2 separate regions of the Arachis hypogaea genome follow, and region 2 is linked to region 1. A link is a contact called in public Hi-C data. All regions are on one chromosome and are shown on one strand. Each heading gives the region's core, a stretch centred on a gene start, on an enhancer-like site or on the middle of the called end of the contact. The rest is flanking DNA. Distances are from core to core; before and after follow the strand shown.

What was found. Hi-C and Micro-C count contacts between places; a contact is called where the count stands out from the background.
Region 2: a Hi-C map of an unstated tissue shows a contact between it and region 1, with 4 times the contacts expected there. The contact joins the promoter of LOC112727223 here to the promoter of LOC112727220 in region 1. A contact is called at or near these places in 4 of 8 Hi-C or Micro-C datasets (leaf and an unstated tissue).

Annotation. Positions count from the first base shown.
Region 1 is chr12:27,830,331-27,834,484 of arahy.Tifrunner.gnm2.J5K5, reverse strand. It overlaps LOC112727220, which reads right to left and starts at 2,392. Exons shown (of 9, transcript XM_025776890.3): 1 at 1,895-2,392; 2 at 536-616; 3 at 384-415. The coding sequence starts at 609.
Region 2 is chr12:27,999,519-28,003,672 of arahy.Tifrunner.gnm2.J5K5, reverse strand. It overlaps LOC112727223 (probable histone H2B.3), which reads right to left and starts at 1,973. Exons shown (of 1, transcript XM_025776897.3): 1 at 1,079-1,973. The coding sequence starts at 1,654. The coding sequence ends at 1,238.

The DNA.
Region 1 (4,154 bases), core at 1,143-3,642:
ATTGAATTAAGTCTGATCAATTCAATAACCCCTGGACAACCCAAAAAATAAACATCTTCAAATGTTGATTTTCCTTTCCTTTTTCTTTTTTCTTCTTTTTCTTCATTTTAATTTTACTTTTCTAAATACCAAGCAAAGATTGTTTATATATAAATCATGCTAAGATTCTGTGTGTAATCATATAGCACAAGAAGATAGAATATATACACACACACACACACGCATCCCTTTAGAGTAAAACTCCAATCTTGTCTCCAACAAAAAAACACAGGAAAGAGTTATCTATCTCGATAGATCCCTTTCCATGCATTGCATCAAACAAGTAATAGGCAAACAAATAAGGTGAGGATTTACAAGTTAATAACAAACATTCGGCATCATACCTTTGTGATTCTTGAAACATGCCAGAGAACAACTACAATAATCAAGCCAAAAAACTAACATCAAATAGAAGCAATTATTTTTCCTAAAATTGTTTTAAAAATAAAATAAAATAAAAACGATAAAAACTTGTGGGTTTTACAGTTTTACTTACTAAGGCACATAACATGAAGGGCACTTGTACTTGGATTGTGCTTCGTTGCAAACTTGGCATTGTTTAAGACCCATTGAACTTCTATACAAAAATAGAAAAAAAAATGATTAAAAGAATAATAATAAGGTAATCTCAAAGTTTTTTATTGTGGATGGCTGCTCATAGCGGTGAGCCAAAAATCCGCCATAACATTATGTCGTATGACGATGCGGCAAATGGTGGATGACCTAAAAATTAGGTGTACATGCACAAAAAATGCAAAAAAACTGCACATGTAATAAATTATAAAATCTAATCGATATAAGCGATTTTCTACTCATAAGGCATGCAATTAATTCAACAAATTTAGTAGCAAATTCAACAAATAAACATATCATCAAGTCATAACACACCAAAAAACATTAAACATAGAACTTAAATACTGAAAACTAAGAAACTGAAATAAAGGATGGAAAAAGGGAGGTTTACAATTTATAACACTGAAACAGAGGGGAAAATACAACAAAACACCAGAGATCAGAGACAAAGCTTAAAACCATTCCCCTAGATAAGCACAAAGAATCACCTAGAAGAACAAGTCAACAAGTCAAAATCTTCTACTCCATCAGATAATCATAATCATCTAACGGTAACACAAAGAAAGCATCACGAGCTTGAGTCATCATTTCAAATAGTAACAGCAGCAGTATTAAAATTAGGGTTCAAATCACCAAAAACGCTAAAACAGCAGAAGTATTAACTTGTGGAGCTGACATAGATTCGACTCATGAATTAACTTGTAGACTCGTACGAATTTATTTGATATGAATTTTATAAAAAATTATTATTATTATTATATATATATATATATACATAAATCTAGCCATTCAAAATTAACAATATTAACCTTAAAGCATAATAAACTAAAATAGCAACACACATCATAACAAATGTTTTCGAACACATTCATCCTTTACAAGTATTCTTATATAATTAGTACAACATAAAATACACATAATTAAAAAATCTAAATCCGTAATACTAAATCGGTAATTGAAAATTGAACAATATCAAATAATCAAATTAGAGACCCCAAAAAAAATTATAAATTATACTAACACTGTAATTTACAAAATCTGCAATACTAAAAGCAATAAAATAAAATTCATAAATCTTTAGCTCTAAACAACCAAAATAATAAAAATTTGACAATTAAACATTCAATTCAAGTTCAACATCTTATTTACAGTTTACAATTAACTCTAACCAAATCAATTAATTACTAACCGCCATGAACGGATGAACCATCTGACCATCTAACATAAATTATAAGCAATAGGCTAAAATTAAAAGCAATAAAATTTAAAAAGCAAAAAATACCTAAATTAACAAGCAGAGGCTCAAAGAAAGGGCAAAGGAATCCCCGACGGTGAGAGTGCAGCAGGCAGCAGCGACGGCGAGGGTGCAGCAGGCAGCAGCGACGGCGAGGGTGCAGCAGGCAGCAGCGACGGCGAGGGTGCAGCAGGCAGAAGCGACGGCGAGGATACGGCAGGCAGCAGCGACGGCGAGGGTGCAGCAGGCAGAAGCGACGGCGAGGATACGGCAGGCAGCAGTGACAGCGAGGATGCCCCTTTAACGTGAAGTTAGATTAAATGAGAACGCAGGGTCTCGGCCAAGGAGGTGCGACGAACAGTGGTGACAGCGGCGTCGCAAAGAGGAGTGAGTGAGGGTGAGGTTGGGAACGGCGCAGAGGAGAGGACGGAAAGGAGTGAATGAGGGGGGAGGCCTGAGTGTTTAGTGTAACTGTAACCCCAGAAACTCAGAAAGGCGTGTTTTCTGCCTTAACAATTATCTCGAATGAGAACGAAATTTTTTACCAAAAAAAATTTAACTCGGCCCCATAATTAATTCAAAAGGATTAGGTCTCTGTACCAAAAAAAAATTAATATTTTTGTTGGCACATAAGTTAACCAATTCCACAAAAAAAAGAATTAGAGTCGAATTGGATATTTTTTTTTATGGGTCTCGTTGTCTTTTCAAAATAATTATCAGAAGTCGAGTATTCACTCTTTTTTTTTTGGATTAATTACCAAATCAGTTCCGAATATTTTTAAAGTTTATAAATGTCTTACTTCTATTTTTATGTAGAAGTACCATTAACCAACGCTAAAATATTTATAAAAAATTATATTTTTTATTTTTGAAAAAATAAATAATTAAATATTAATTTTTTTGTAATTTTTTTTATTTTATTTCCAGATTCAAAGAAGATATTTTTAGCTCTATTAAATTTTTGCCTCTTTCACTCAATTATTTATTTTATGTTTTTCTTTATTTGTAGTCTCGTTCATTTTTTGATTTTTTTTTTTTGTATTGTACTTGTTTTATTATCTTCGACACCACAATATGTTTTCGTTGCCGCTGTTACACTCGAGTTAACTAAATTGGTACATTGGCCAAATCTATTCAGACTGCACTTAATTCAAAAACAACAATTTAGAATGTCATAATTAGTCATTAAAATAGTGAGACTGAAGATAACTTCATAACTGATCTCTCTGTCAGCTTGACCAATAGACATGTTTTATTTTTTTAATATATTTATTTGGGTACTTAATATTTTACTATTGTAAATTGTACCATGTTATGGCTTGTGTTGATGGTTCGAGCTTTTGTCATCTAAATTAAGGTTGGGACTCCTTGTCGAAGTAAGTGATTGACAAAGTATAATCAGATAATTGGTATTTTGTGCTAATTTTCTCCTCTTTGCTTTAAGATTTTAGCATAGACTATAAGCTATAACATTAGTATTGTAAAATAACTCAAAAATTCTTAGGACTAAATTATCATAACTTGTTTTATTAAAATTTCACTATATACTCTTTTTTTACTTTGAGACTGACTATTTTTATCTTGAGCTAGCATGAAAAAGATTAGTTTAATTAAACAAATTGAATATCATTATACCAGACTCAGAATAAACAACTAATGTGTAATAATTCTATTTAGTTTTTGGTTTTGAAACTTGAATTTTGATAGAAAATAAAAAATCATCGTTATCCTTGAAAAAAAAATTAATTGCTTCTTTGAATTCAATTGTTATATAATGTACTGTGTGATCATTAGTTATTATTTATTGGAATGATTTAAAGAATCTTTCTCTTCAAAACATTGTTCCATATCTTTTCATCTTCTTTGCATTGAAGAGAAACTTGGAAGCGTGCGATATGATGATGAAGCTTTTAGATCATCTTAGAATGAATAAGTGCTAATCTCAAATATGTATCTTAAAATATTATTTCTGCAAGAGTCATTATCATCATTGATTAAGTTAAGAAAACAAACATGACCAAAGTAAATCCAGAGTTTTGAGAGCTGCAATTGATGGATTTAGCCTCCAAATGTGTGTTCGTTTTGAACTGAAATAATTATTAAAGGAATAAAAAATTTGGGCTTGGTGAAGCTGCTATTGTAATGTGAAGAAGTAGCTTAATGTAACTTCATGCAAGAATTATAGGTACAATTTTTATATAAATCTACTTGATGAGTTAATTCGAATTTGTGTTCTTTTGGATGAACTTAAACCACTTTAGTGAATTGAGTAACTTAAATTCATCAAAGTCACCATTGTTCCATTTTT
Region 2 (4,154 bases), core at 724-3,223, 170 kb before region 1:
ACAACCAAACACAGCTTCATCATTTCCTTTTGCAAAGTCTCAACAAAAAACCTACTAAACAAAAACATTGTCGAAAAATTCACTACACATTCTGGTGTTGTAAATAACAAAACCAATGACTTATAAAGTCACACTGGAGTTGTAAATAACAAAACCAATGACTCATAAGGTAACACTAATTAAATTAAACGAGAATATATGAGCATCATAAGTTAAAAACGCCAGCATCAATGATAACAAGAAAATGAACATAGAAGAAAAACCATAAATGAAGATAATATCAAGGAATGGAAAGTGCAAGGATTAAGATAAAATCAATAAGTTTCTCACACAAGCCAGATTTGATCGTGAACAACTCCATAGAAGCCCCAACTAGAGCCGAATCAGCCCTAATCTTCAAGTACCAAGCAGAGAAACTTCATTTTTCAACTTGCAAGAAATGACAAAGTAACTATTGAAAAAGATTTATGACAATCCAATCAAAGGCATTATCTGCAAGTATCAAAGATTATTTAGGTTTTATGTATATTGCATTGAATGTTGTGGTATCTATCCTATTTTAGTACACTTTAACATGATGTTGAATCATAAATAATAGCATATACAAACAGATACTCACAAACACTAACTTTGTTGTCTTATATAAAATAAAAGGTAAACCGAAGAAAACCATGTAACTAAATTACATAGAATAACTGAATAAGTAGATAGCTCACCCAAAAGGTTATAAACCAGGCCACATTACATTCATACAGATTTGACCAACATAAACAGACAAAACACACCTTGCATGTCATCACAGTCTATAAAATTTATTGAAAACAAAGCCCTTGGTATTTGAAGCACAAATAACCTACCAATTTAATGAGAATTAACATCCAAAGAATCAAGACCAAGTTCCGATATCAACCATCCTAAGTTCCTAACAAAATCTATTCCACATCAAATTATCAACATCAAATTCTATAACATAAAATCCTAAATTCTTATTCAGAGCTTAGTTCCTCACCAATAACTGTATTTTGCGAATTGCATGTCAAAGAGGAAAGAGGAAAAGAAGGAGACAAACACACAGTGATTATTCCAAAGAACACCTTCCATTAACAACTGTTCAGAACATTACATCTACATACTAATAATATTAAATTTAAAAGAAAAATAAAAGCACATCTCCCGTAAAAACCCTAGATCCATGATTCATCCAGAAGCCGAAACCCTAGAAAAATCCCCAAACATTTTACGAACTGGTGAACTTAGTCACCGCTTTGGTCCCTTCAGAAACGGCATGCTTCGCCAACTCACCAGGGAGCACCAACCGTACGGCAGTTTGGATCTCCCTCGAAGTAATCGTCGGCTTCTTGTTGTACCTGGCGAGTCTAGAAGCTTCCTGAGCGAGCTTCTCGAAGATATCGTTGATAAAACTGTTCATTATTCCCATGGCTTTGCTCGAGATTCCGATGTCAGGGTGAACCTGCTTCAAAACCTTGAAGATGTAGATCTTGTAAGTCTCAACGCTCTTCTTCACTCTCTTCTTCTTCTTATCGCTACTTCCTTCCTTCGAGATCTTCTTCTCCGCCTTCGGTTTCTTCTCCGCTGGTGCTTTCTCCGCGGGTTTCTTCTCTGCTGGCTTCTTCTCTGCCTTCGCCGGAGCCATTGTTGGAAGAAGAAAAAAAGAACGGTGGTTCGAGGGTTAAATTGCGTGTGCGAGTTGAGAAGAGAGTGTAGGTTAGATGAAGAATGAAGGTATTGTAGTGGGAATATATATAGGGATGAGAAATGGATCCTGATTGGTTGGTGTGGTTTTTTGAGGATTGATGACGTGGTTTGTTTTGTATTCATTGAATGGGGGTTTAACATTTTGATGGCTGAGATTACACCTTTTGAGGATTTTGGGTTTTCGCTTTCCAGCGCGCGGAATAGTTGCGGATCCGGAGTTTGGTCGCTCCGGCGTTCAAGGAAAGATATTTAAATTTTAAAAAGTTGAAATTAAAAGAGAGTAAAATATTAGAGTAGATACTATCATCAAAATTTTATAATTATCTTTATATGAAGATGTTGTTATAAAATAAATAAATAACTAAGAAAAAAGTAATAAATATAAAATAAAAAAGTATAAATAAAAGACTTTAGTATTAATATTCACTATAAATAATATCTCAATATAATAAAAATTATATATATATATATATATATATATATTACTGATATAGTAGCGTATATAAAAAGAGAGAATAATATTTCAGCAGTATAAAAGAGAGAATTCTATTAATTATTGTTGTGTTGTATGTAAGGCTATGAGGTCTTATTTATAGGTGTACAAATTCAACCGTTATTAAAGGTTGGTCTTTGTAATAGTCTCAAATCTCTTTTTTGAAAACTTCGGCCGTCCATATCATTAATGGGCATCCATCTCATATTTTTATCACAACACTCCCCTTAGATGACTATTTAAGATTATGCCTCGTTAAAACCTTATTAAAGAAAAACCCAATGGGAAAAAAACTTTAGGGAAGGAAAAAGAGTACAGTATCCTTTGTGATGGGGACTGCCTCATTAAAAACCTTGTCAAGAAAAACCAAATAGGAAAAAAACCTAACCAAGGAAAAAGAGTACAGTCTCCCCCTCTTGTCGACATCATTTAATGTCTCGAAATCGGGGCATCCTAATCTCATGTACCAATCTTTCAAAGGAGGATTTTGGGAGTGACTTTGTAAATAAATCTGCCAGATTATCATTTGAGCGGACCTGTTGGACATCAACTGTCCCTTGATTTTAAAAATCATGAGTGAAGAAGAATTTGAAATAAATATGCTTTGTTCTATCGCCTTTGATATATCCGCCCTTAAGTTGAGCAATGAATGTTGTATTATTTTCAAACAGGACAGTTGGAGCTATCTTCTGATCAATCAGTCCACATGATGACAGAATATATTGGATCAAACTCTTGAGCCAAAAACACTCGCAACTTGCTTCATGAATCGCTAGTATTTCAGCATGATTTGAGGATGTTGCCGCAATCGTCTGTTTTGTGGACTTTCATGATATAGCTGTACCATCATATATGAATAGGTATCCTGTTTGAGATCTCCCTTTATGTGGATCAGACAAATATCCAGCATCTGCATAGCCAACTAATTGTGACTTGGATCCATATGGATAAAACAATCCCATATCAACCGTTCCATGAAGATATCGAAAGATTTGTTTGATTCCACTACAATGACTTCTGGTTGGAGAGGAACTATACCTTGCTAGTAAGTTCACAGCAAATGATATATCGGGTCGTGTGTTATTAACAACATACATTAGTGCTCCAATGGCGCTAAGATATGGTACTTCAGGGCCAAGGATATCTTCATTTTCTTCTTTAGGACGGAATTGATCATTTTCCACATCCAAATATCTTACGATCATTTGGGTACTTAATGGATGTGACTTATCCATATATCGGGTCGTGTGTTATTAGCAACATACATTAGTGCTCCAATGGCGCTAAGATATGGTACTTCAGGGCCAAGGATATCTTCATTTTCTTCTTTAGGACGGAATTGATCATTTTCCACATCCAAATCTTACGATCATTTGGGTACTTAATGGATGTGACTTATCCATATAAAATCTCTTCAAGATATTTTCTGTGTATGTTGTTTAATGATTGAAGATCCTATTTTTTTGTATGCTCGATCTGCAAGCCGAGACAAAATTTAGTTTTTTCAAGATCTTTCATCTCAAACTCTTCTTTTAGAGTTTTTATAATTGTTGGAATCTCTTTACGAGTTCCAATGATATTTAAATCATCAACGTATACAACAATTATAATGGATCCAGATGCATATTTCTTTATAAAAACACACGAGAAATATCATCATTCTTAAATCCATTTTTGGCCAGATACTCAGTAAGACGATTATACCACATTCGTCCAGATTGCTTTAGACCATATAAAGATCTTTGCAATTTGACTAAGTATAACCCTTGTGAATATTCATTGGATGGTTTAGATATCTTTAGTCCTTCGGGGACTTTCATATAGATATCACGATCTAATGAGCTATTGGTGCACGAAATTGTGATGTCCAGGCTCGAACAATCCCTAGTAATGGCTCCAAAGCTTGGTGCTTTGATCTTAATTCATAATTGTCACAACTTCGATA